Regions from separate parts of the Mus musculus genome. Here all the other regions are linked to region 3. Evidence: chromatin contacts called from public Hi-C and Micro-C data. All regions are on one chromosome and are shown on one strand. Each heading gives the region's core, a stretch centred on a gene start, on an enhancer-like site or on the middle of the called end of the contact. The rest is flanking DNA. Distances are from core to core; before and after follow the strand shown. Region 1 has its middle 26 kb from the start of Fam126a. Region 2 has its middle 22 kb from the start of Klhl7. Region 3 has its middle 39 kb from the start of Gm33476.

Region 1 (2,700 bases), core at 100-2,599, 210 kb after region 3:
TCTTTGTTACTTTTCAATTACTGAAACAGGATGGGATCTGAGATCTTTCAGACCATGACCAATTCTTGCTCGGAGTGCATCCCCAGTGCTACAGTGGTTTCCTGGGGAATGAGACAGATGCAGAGTCGTTTAGTTTGGTGTGAATAATTGTCTTGCTGCCTAGGCAGAAAAATTCTAACCTCAGGCTCTGAGTACAAGGATAGGTACCACTTCTTTTTCTAAGTTTATTTTTCTCTGCTTTGAGAATCTCATTGCAATCTTAAACTAAGGTGCCCACATTTATTCAACAAGTCCATTTCTAGGGTTCGAGAGCTAGCTCAAAGGTTGAGAGCACTAATTGATTCCCAGCACCCATATGATGATGGCTTACAACAGTCTCTAGCTCCAGTTCCAGGGGATCTGGCACCATCTTCTGGCCTCCTTGGGAACTTCATGCACATGCAGGCAAAACACCCATACACATAAAATAAAAATAAATACATTTAAAGAAGCACACATCTTCAATAACTTCTACAGTTGTGACAGCAGTTACTAAATGCCTGTGTTAAACCAGAACGTTTTAAGGAGAAAGACCAATTCCCCGAATATCTAATTAGAGCAAGCTGTATTTTAGAGGTACATCTGGGGCTGGCTGTCTTACCTTAAGTTGGGATTTTTTGAGAGCAGCCCTAGATGTAAGGAAAACATTAATTTTATATAGCTCAGGGGTAGGAACTTTCCAAATGGAATAGTTGTCCGGCAAAATAGGTGGGGTTACAGGAACAGAACATAAGTATTTCATGTTAGTTAGATATAACAAACAAACTAACTCCTGAAACAAAGACATGGTTGCCGTTCCAGACCCATTGTAGTTAGGTTACAAATGGGGCATAGCTCAGTTCTTGAGAAATAGAGGATTAATCATAAACAGGCCTAGACCTTCTTTGTCTTTACTATACAATGGCTTTTAACCTAAGATGGGGGCAGGCTGGTTCCTTGTCTGCTCTGCAGGGGGTTGTGTGTGGTTTCTTCTCATTCCCATGATACCTATGAAGCAGAAGTCAGTATCACTGTTGAGTATGCCCCCTTCTCCCCAGCATAGCTGTAGCCATTTTGTTCCATGCCTGCCAGCTATTTCATATTGCGGCTGCCAGTCATTAACAAAGAAAAATAACATGACTAAGAGCAGACTCATGCAGATCACATATCCTGTTAAGTTCTGCATGGTCTGAGGTTTGTTAATCTTAAGAAATCTGACCAGGCTTTATGTGAGGCCCATCAAATTTAAGGTCAATATGGACTGTTTTGTCTAAAATGGCTTGAGTCAGAGCCGACCACCAGGCAGCACTTCCTGCCCCTGCATTTGAGCTCACTGTGATTTTTATGTTTTTTTTTTTCCTTTATAAGCTGACAGAAAAAGATGTTCAATGTTGTGGCTCAGCCTCTGTGTGAGCTATGGTCCTGATCAATGAGTCTTAGGGTGAGCATTCAATAAACCATCCCTGTCTGACTGAGATGGGTGTTCATGTGGTTTGTGGGGTGATTCTTGGACCCCCAACAATCACTACTTTACTAATCTTTCCTCAGGCAGGACTTTTATTAACTAGTTTGTGAAAAGAACAAGTTTTGTAATTGTTTTACTTGACTCCAAAGCCTTTGAAATTTTCATTCATCACTCTGGCTAAAGACATACCTAGAAAAATAAATAGAAATTACTGGAAAATTTAAATATAAACAAAAGGGAAAGCAATGTGATGTAATGAAGCCTATATATCCCTCATTTATCTTCAATGACTAATTCATTCAATCTTATTCCCTTTTTACTGGCTTACTATTTCTTTAACATCTCCTCCTTCTACTCATCTATTTTGCAGTAGAAATAGATATGATGTTACTTCATTTGAAAAAAATATGTACTTTCAAAAGGTAAATGTTCTAGACAAACAAAAATATTTGTCATAGTTGGCATCCTAGTTTCATTTACTTTATTGTTATAAAATACTCTGATCAAAAGAAGGCCACAAGTGATGGCTTATCTGTTTAGAGTACTTGCTGTTTCTCTGAAGGGCTTGGATTCAATTCCTAGCATCCACATAGTGGCTTACAACCAATCATAACTTCAGTATCAGAGATCCTAACACCCTCCCTGACCTTCTAGGTTACTAGGCATGAACTCGGTGTATATACATACACACAGGCAAAACACTCATGCATATGCAGTTCAGAACCCCTTGCCTAGGTGCCCCCTACAGTGGGCTGAGGTTTCCATATCAATTAACTTTGTTGAGACAGTCCCCCATAGACATGCCCACAGGCCAACTCAGTGTAGACAATCCCTCACTGAGACTCTCTTCCCAGCTGATTTCTGAATTATATCAAATTGAAAACTAAAGCTAGCCATCACAGCTGGGTATTAAAGTGTTTCTCCAGTGCCATTTAAACCTTGTTTCCCTTGCAGCAGAGTTTGGAAGTGGGCTTTTGGGAAATGACTGGCTAATGGAGGGTCTGACTTCATTATCGGCAAATTCACAATTTGATGGGAAGTGATAGAAATTAGGTAGAACCTTGTTGGACATAGGATGTTATTTAACGGTATGTCTTTAAAATATGTACTTTTACTGGTCCCTTCCTGTCTGTCTCTTTTCTGCTTTCTGGCTGTCCTGGGGAGTTCATGTTCCTTCTGTTTTAAGATTCTACCTCACTACAGATCTAGAAGCAACA
Region 2 (2,700 bases), core at 136-2,635, 180 kb after region 3:
ATTCTTTGTAGTGCTTTTCTAGCATTGAAATGTGATTGTTGATGCAAAATAGAGTTTTCACTTTAAAAAGCATAAGAGAGAGCTTATTCTGAGCCATACATAATTGCTCACAAACAAGGCACACCTTTAATTCCAGCCCTCAACATAGCACTTGGGAGGCAGAGGCAAGAGATCTCGAATTTGGGGGCAGCCTAGCTACAGAGAAAGTTCAGGATGGCCAGAGCTACACAGAAAAACTGCCTTGAAGCAAACGAACACCAAACAAACATGCACCAACTGATCACGACCCCAGAAATGACCTTAGGCTGCTCGGCGTAACGGATTCCAGCACAGAAGTGGTAACATGGATTTTTTTTTTTCTGTCACAGAAGAAATTGTGAGGCATTTGCTTAATGCATTGTTGGGGAGTGCTAGAAAAGGAAGGTTAAGGAAAAGTGGAGAAAACCCAGCTCTGGGTCTTAGATACTGTTTAATAGCATTGCAAATTTTAGGGTTGGTGGAACCCAGTGGTTTGCAAAGAATACATATCTAAGATTTTTACCTAAGAACCAAAGGATGTTAGAGAGGCAACAAAAAATGGACCTAAGACCATTTGTCTCTGGACCATCAACATCCTCATCTTCAGGCCACTCAGCCTTTTGGAAGAACAATTTCCTCTCTTTAGAGACAGCATGAACTCTTTAATGAGAAGCAATGACTAGAGCACACCATTGTTCGAGACTCACTTGACATTGGTGGCTGCTTGCTTCAGACAAGGGAGGAGGAAGCCATTCTTCAAGGCTGAAGTAAAAAATTCTCAGTTATGGGCAGTGGTGTTTGTCTGGACTGAATGTTCCCATGGGCTTGCTGTCTTGTTCAAAGTATTGAAGGAGTGCACATAAACAGAGCAGCAATGGATGGTAAGACAAAGCTGGGGTGGGAAGCCCTCAGCTCCCTGAGCTAGGGCGCCCAAGAACACCTGCTTATTGCTAGGGGTTTCCCTTTGTGAATCCCCAAGAAATGGGAGATGGAGTGTGGGTAGTTTTCCGTTTTGATTGACAGGCATGGGTATATAATCTGTTGTTCACTGTGTAAAGTTCTTTGCCGTGATGCATCTGATTTTAACCATATGCATATGGAGTCCTGCAAAGGCATAAGATAGTAAGTAGATGAATTTCTCTTGATGTTCACTCAGAGGACATGGTTTGCCTTGTGTGTGTGCACCCCAAACCAGTGCAGGCTGGATTGGCACACTGCCCCTCCTTCCTAGATATGTTCCAGGATGCATTTGGCCACAAATGAGGAGATACCAAGAGGTTGCTAGGCAGCTCTAGGAATGACCAGATTGCTTTGTTTGGAGAGCGATGTGCATGCGGCTGGATCCTTGTAAGTACCACTCTCAGGTTGCTAAGTGCTTTGCTAGGAGAGGTGTGTTTGCCTGCGTACCTCAAGCCAAATGGCGTCCCAGTTGCTAAGTTAGCACTGTGCCTGCCTACCTAAGTCTCATAAAGTACATATGAATAGTAAGTATATTTGTATTGATAATCTGGGCATTGTCTGATTATAACATAATAGTTATAGCATACCTACTGTCTGTGCATATGTGTGTACGTTCACATGCATGTGTCTGTGCACATGTAAAAGAGAGCACTATCTTAGGTATTTGCGCCTGTTTGAGAAACAGTCTAGGGATTTTAGAGATCATGTAAGTTCTACACTCAGGCCAGTGACCACCATGAGAGGAATCCCTCTTTGGTGCCCTCTGTCTGTCTTACAGGAGAACTGGGAGGATGCCTGAGCCCTCTAACTCAGATGACTCTGTGTTCATGCTAATCAGAACCTGCAGATCCAAAGATCCAGTACTAGTCATCATTTTTTTTTGTTTTTAATTTAAATTTAATTTTTATTTTTTAGTTCCCTGGGTAGCACGGGATGCAATCTTGTGTCTACAAAAACTGCAGCTAAGGAGAAGGGGAAAAAACAAAACAAAACAAAACAAAAAACAATTTTAGAATCTAGTGATACCTGATTTCCATCAGAAGGAAAAGCTCACAGTGGGAAAATTTTGCCTCTTGCTTTAGAGAAAGCCCTGGGGACTGTAATAACGATTCCAGTGTCCTTAGAGACCACAGACATCTCTGTCACTGCCAAATGGGAAGTTAAAATTAATATTTTATGTATCACATAAAACCAAAAATCTAGTTCAAACCCAGAGGACTAGAGATTATTTGCTTATGGTCTGTACCTTGTTCCCACGCTGTGTCTCATCTGTGTTCTGACCTTTCCCCTTTCTGTTTATACAAAAACATACACAGGAGTAAGGAAACGAATTGGAATTCAAACAAACTGTGTTTATAGTTCTCCCCAAACTCGATCTCTCTCTCTCTCTCTGTTAAGGTGCCTATTTAACTAAAACTATTTGCTAAAACGGACCTGGTCTCTCCAGGTTCTCCCAGCATCCCTCAGTCCCTACCTGTTATAGTCCCTGCCCTCTGTTCTCTCGCGCTCTCCCTCTCCCTCCTTTCTTCCCTCCCTCCTTTCTTTCCTCTCCTCCCTCCCTCCCTCCCTCCCTCCCTCCCTCCCTCCCTCCCTCCCTCCCTCCCTCCCTCCCTCCCTCCCTCCCTCCCTCCCTCCCTTGTCCCCCTCTCTCTTTCCCCTTTCATTTCGCTGGCGGAGAACGCCTTTTGTTTAAACAATAAGCATATTAAAGTCGTAGAGGCG
Region 3 (2,700 bases), core at 118-2,617:
CCTGGGCCATCACCCCAGCTCCTCCCCCTACTTTTTGACTGTGAACCTATCAAACTCTCAGAAACCTCACAGTTGACACCCAGTTTTACAATGCTTCATATGTAGCTCTAGGTCTCTGCCCGGTCTTCCTTTCTTACATTTGCCAATGCCCCGGGACCAACACTGCCCTTAGGCTCTGTCGTCTACTTGAGTTCTTCCAGGGCATCATGGGACCTGGGACTGCATGGTGCCCAAGCACCTTGACACCTGCCTCCTGCCATCCACTCTGCAGCCCCTAACCTCACAGCCTCTACCCCTGCCAGGCCACTAATATGATCTAACACATTAGAATTATTATACTAGATTCCTGTGGCCATTATTGCAAGGTGCCCAAACTGGGTACCTTGTAATAACAGGAATTTCTTGCCAGAGCTTTGAGGGGAAGACTCGTCCTTGTGCTGAAATATTCCTTTGTCCCCATTCTTGCTTTCATTTTTTTTTCTTTTTAGATAGGAGCTCAGTAGATAGCCTGTGTTGGGCTTAAACTCCTGCCTTAGTCTGAGTGTTGGGATCACAGGGCATGTGCCAGCACACTTGGCTGTCTCTATCTTTAAACAATTATTTTTATATGTATTTGACTTGCATGTGTGTTACCTGCATGTATGGGTGTACACATACATGTGCCTGGTGCCGTGGGAGGTCACAAGAGTGGGTACTGTGTCCCCTGGAACTTGAGTTACTTGAGGCATTCTTGAGCCTTGTGGGTGCTAGGAACGGAACCTGTGTCCTTCTGCAAGAGCAGCAAGTGCTCTTAACTACCTAGCCATCTCATTACCCCATCTTTATGTAGACTTCTTTTGTATACGTGTCTCTGTGTCCTGTTGGAAGAAAAGAGGGAAAAGAGGGAGGAAGGGAGGGGGAAAGGGATAACAGATGAGGAAGGAGAAGAGATCTGAGGGAGGAGTTGCTGCAGTCGTGGGTGGCCCCCAGGAGGCCTGGCAGGCCAGGCCACTGTAGGAGCAATTTATAGCCAAGAAGTAATTGAACAGATTCATATTTGACCACAAGCCCAGACAGAGTCCCGGATTCTTGCTGCTTGAGAAGCTCATTAAAAAAGAGGAATGAGAATAAGGCAGCAGACCGGGGGACGGGGCTTTATCCAGAGCAGGGGACTTTTCTAAAGCCCAACGTCGAGGGAGTCCAGCATTTCACCCTGTGAACTGCAGTAAGTGAGCTTCTGGGCTGTTTCCAGACGTGCCCACCGGGTAGAGACTCCGCCCACCTCCTCCCCCTGTCAGCCGCAGAATCTGTCTTATCCTGTCTCAGGTTTGACTCACTTATCTTGACTGTGAAACCATTTAGAGGAGCCAATCCCAGCCTCCTGTTTGAACCAGAGACCCACCCCCCTGCCGCTGCCCAGTGAGTCCCCACGCCCACCCAGACCCTCCCACAGAGCGTTAAGTAGCTGTAATTGGTGGCCATTGCTGGATGTTTGAATCACTTATACTAATTAGCCCTGGGGATTCTATCCTCATCAATGGGGTGAGAAGGACGCTGTCTGGACATCCCACATTCTGAGCAGGACACAAGGGAGCAGTTCCAGCGTTCGGGTTTTGTTATGAGGTAGCCTGGGATCACTGCCCCCCTCCAATCTCTTGGAGCAGGAAGAGAGTTCACCGATGTGAGGGAAGAGGTCACTGCATGTCCTAATTCCTCTCTCCATGGCTAGGCGTGGAGGGTTCTCTCGGCAATGACCCTGCTAGAGTACGGATGAGGAAGGTCCTAAACCCTGGAACTTGCAGGGTCATGAAGCCTACCTGGTCTTGAGAATTGGAGACTGTCTTGTCAGAAAATTGAATCAACTGGAGATGGAAGGCTGGGAGGTGAGCTTAGCTCTGCTCCTTTTCAATGGGAAGGCTGGTCCCTGTCCAATGATGGGAGACTCGAGGGGACGGTCTGTCCTGTACGTCTTGCACACACCTACTATGGATTCGATTGTGTCTGTAAGCCCATGCTTCCTACCTGCCTACCTTCTATGCCCCCTCCCCCACCACGTAGGCTAGTTTGAGATGTTTCTAACAAGGAAGAGATAAAAGGAAAAGAACCTATAGACTTTAAAAATCTCATGAACTCAAATCAGTGCTTTTCCTTGTTATCAAGACACATATTTGCATTTTCCTGTTCTTTTGACTCATAATTGAGCCAGGGCCGGAGTGGGGTGCTCCTAGCAGAAGAGAACCTCTAGAAGAGACACAGAGTGCAGGAAGGCCAGCAGGAAACTGTCTGCGTTTTAACCCTGGATTCTCCCCGTGTCCTGTCTGGGCCTTAAGTTGGAAGCTTTGGTTGTGGTAGGAGCTGCAGAAGTTGGGCTCACAGGCTCCATCTACTGTCCAGTTGGCATTGGTGCAGGGAAGGCATGCTGAGAAGTGAAAGCAGAGCGTGGTCCAGTGGTCCAGGGTGAGGATGTGAGCAGCCTGAGCTCACTTTCTTCCTAAGAAACAACACAGATCCCTGCATTTGCGTATAATGGCATGTGGAGACGCAGGTCATGCTTTTCTGGTAAAAACTGTCGGGAGTGGGGTTGGGGAGGGCTGGAGAGATGGCTCAGCAGTTAAGAACACTGACTGCTCTACCAGAGATCCTGAGTTCAATTCCCAGCAACCACATGGTGGCTCACAACCATCTGCAATGAAATCTGATTCCCTCTTCTGGTGTGTCTGA

Evidence for each region. A called contact is a pair of places that touch in the nucleus more often than the background predicts.
Region 1: a contact with region 3 is called in a Micro-C map of the HL-1 cell line, with 8 times the contacts expected there. The contact joins two enhancer-like sites. A contact is called at or near these places in 10 of 484 Hi-C or Micro-C datasets (the HL-1 cell line and embryonic stem cells), 4 of 115 datasets of contacts at active chromatin or transcription factors (all in embryonic stem cells) and 1 of 9 other capture datasets (embryonic stem cells).
Region 2: a contact with region 3 is called in a Hi-C map of the N1E-115 cell line, with 5 times the contacts expected there. The contact joins two enhancer-like sites. A contact is called at or near these places in 1 of 15 datasets of contacts at CTCF or cohesin (pro-B cells), 6 of 484 Hi-C or Micro-C datasets (the N1E-115 cell line and embryonic stem cells), 4 of 115 datasets of contacts at active chromatin or transcription factors (all in embryonic stem cells) and 1 of 9 other capture datasets (embryonic stem cells).

Annotation. Positions count from the first base shown.
Region 1 is chr5:24,055,495-24,058,194 of GRCm38.p6, reverse strand. No RefSeq gene overlaps it. Among named protein-coding and RNA genes, the nearest start is that of Fam126a, 26 kb to the right of the region's middle. Within about 2 kb of position 1,349, at least 10 of the 459 cell types and tissues checked have an H3K27ac peak or open chromatin away from gene starts, as enhancers often do. A contact at or near this core is called in the HL-1 cell line, where this site is marked.
Region 2 is chr5:24,077,671-24,080,370 of GRCm38.p6, reverse strand. No RefSeq gene overlaps it. Among named protein-coding and RNA genes, the nearest start is that of Klhl7, 22 kb to the left of the region's middle. Within about 2 kb of position 1,385, at least 63 of the 459 cell types and tissues checked have an H3K27ac peak or open chromatin away from gene starts, as enhancers often do. A contact at or near this core is called in the N1E-115 cell line, where this site is marked.
Region 3 is chr5:24,260,953-24,263,652 of GRCm38.p6, reverse strand. No RefSeq gene overlaps it. Among named protein-coding and RNA genes, the nearest start is that of Gm33476, 39 kb to the left of the region's middle. Within about 2 kb of position 1,367, at least 41 of the 459 cell types and tissues checked have an H3K27ac peak or open chromatin away from gene starts, as enhancers often do. A contact at or near this core is called in the HL-1 cell line and the N1E-115 cell line, where this site is marked.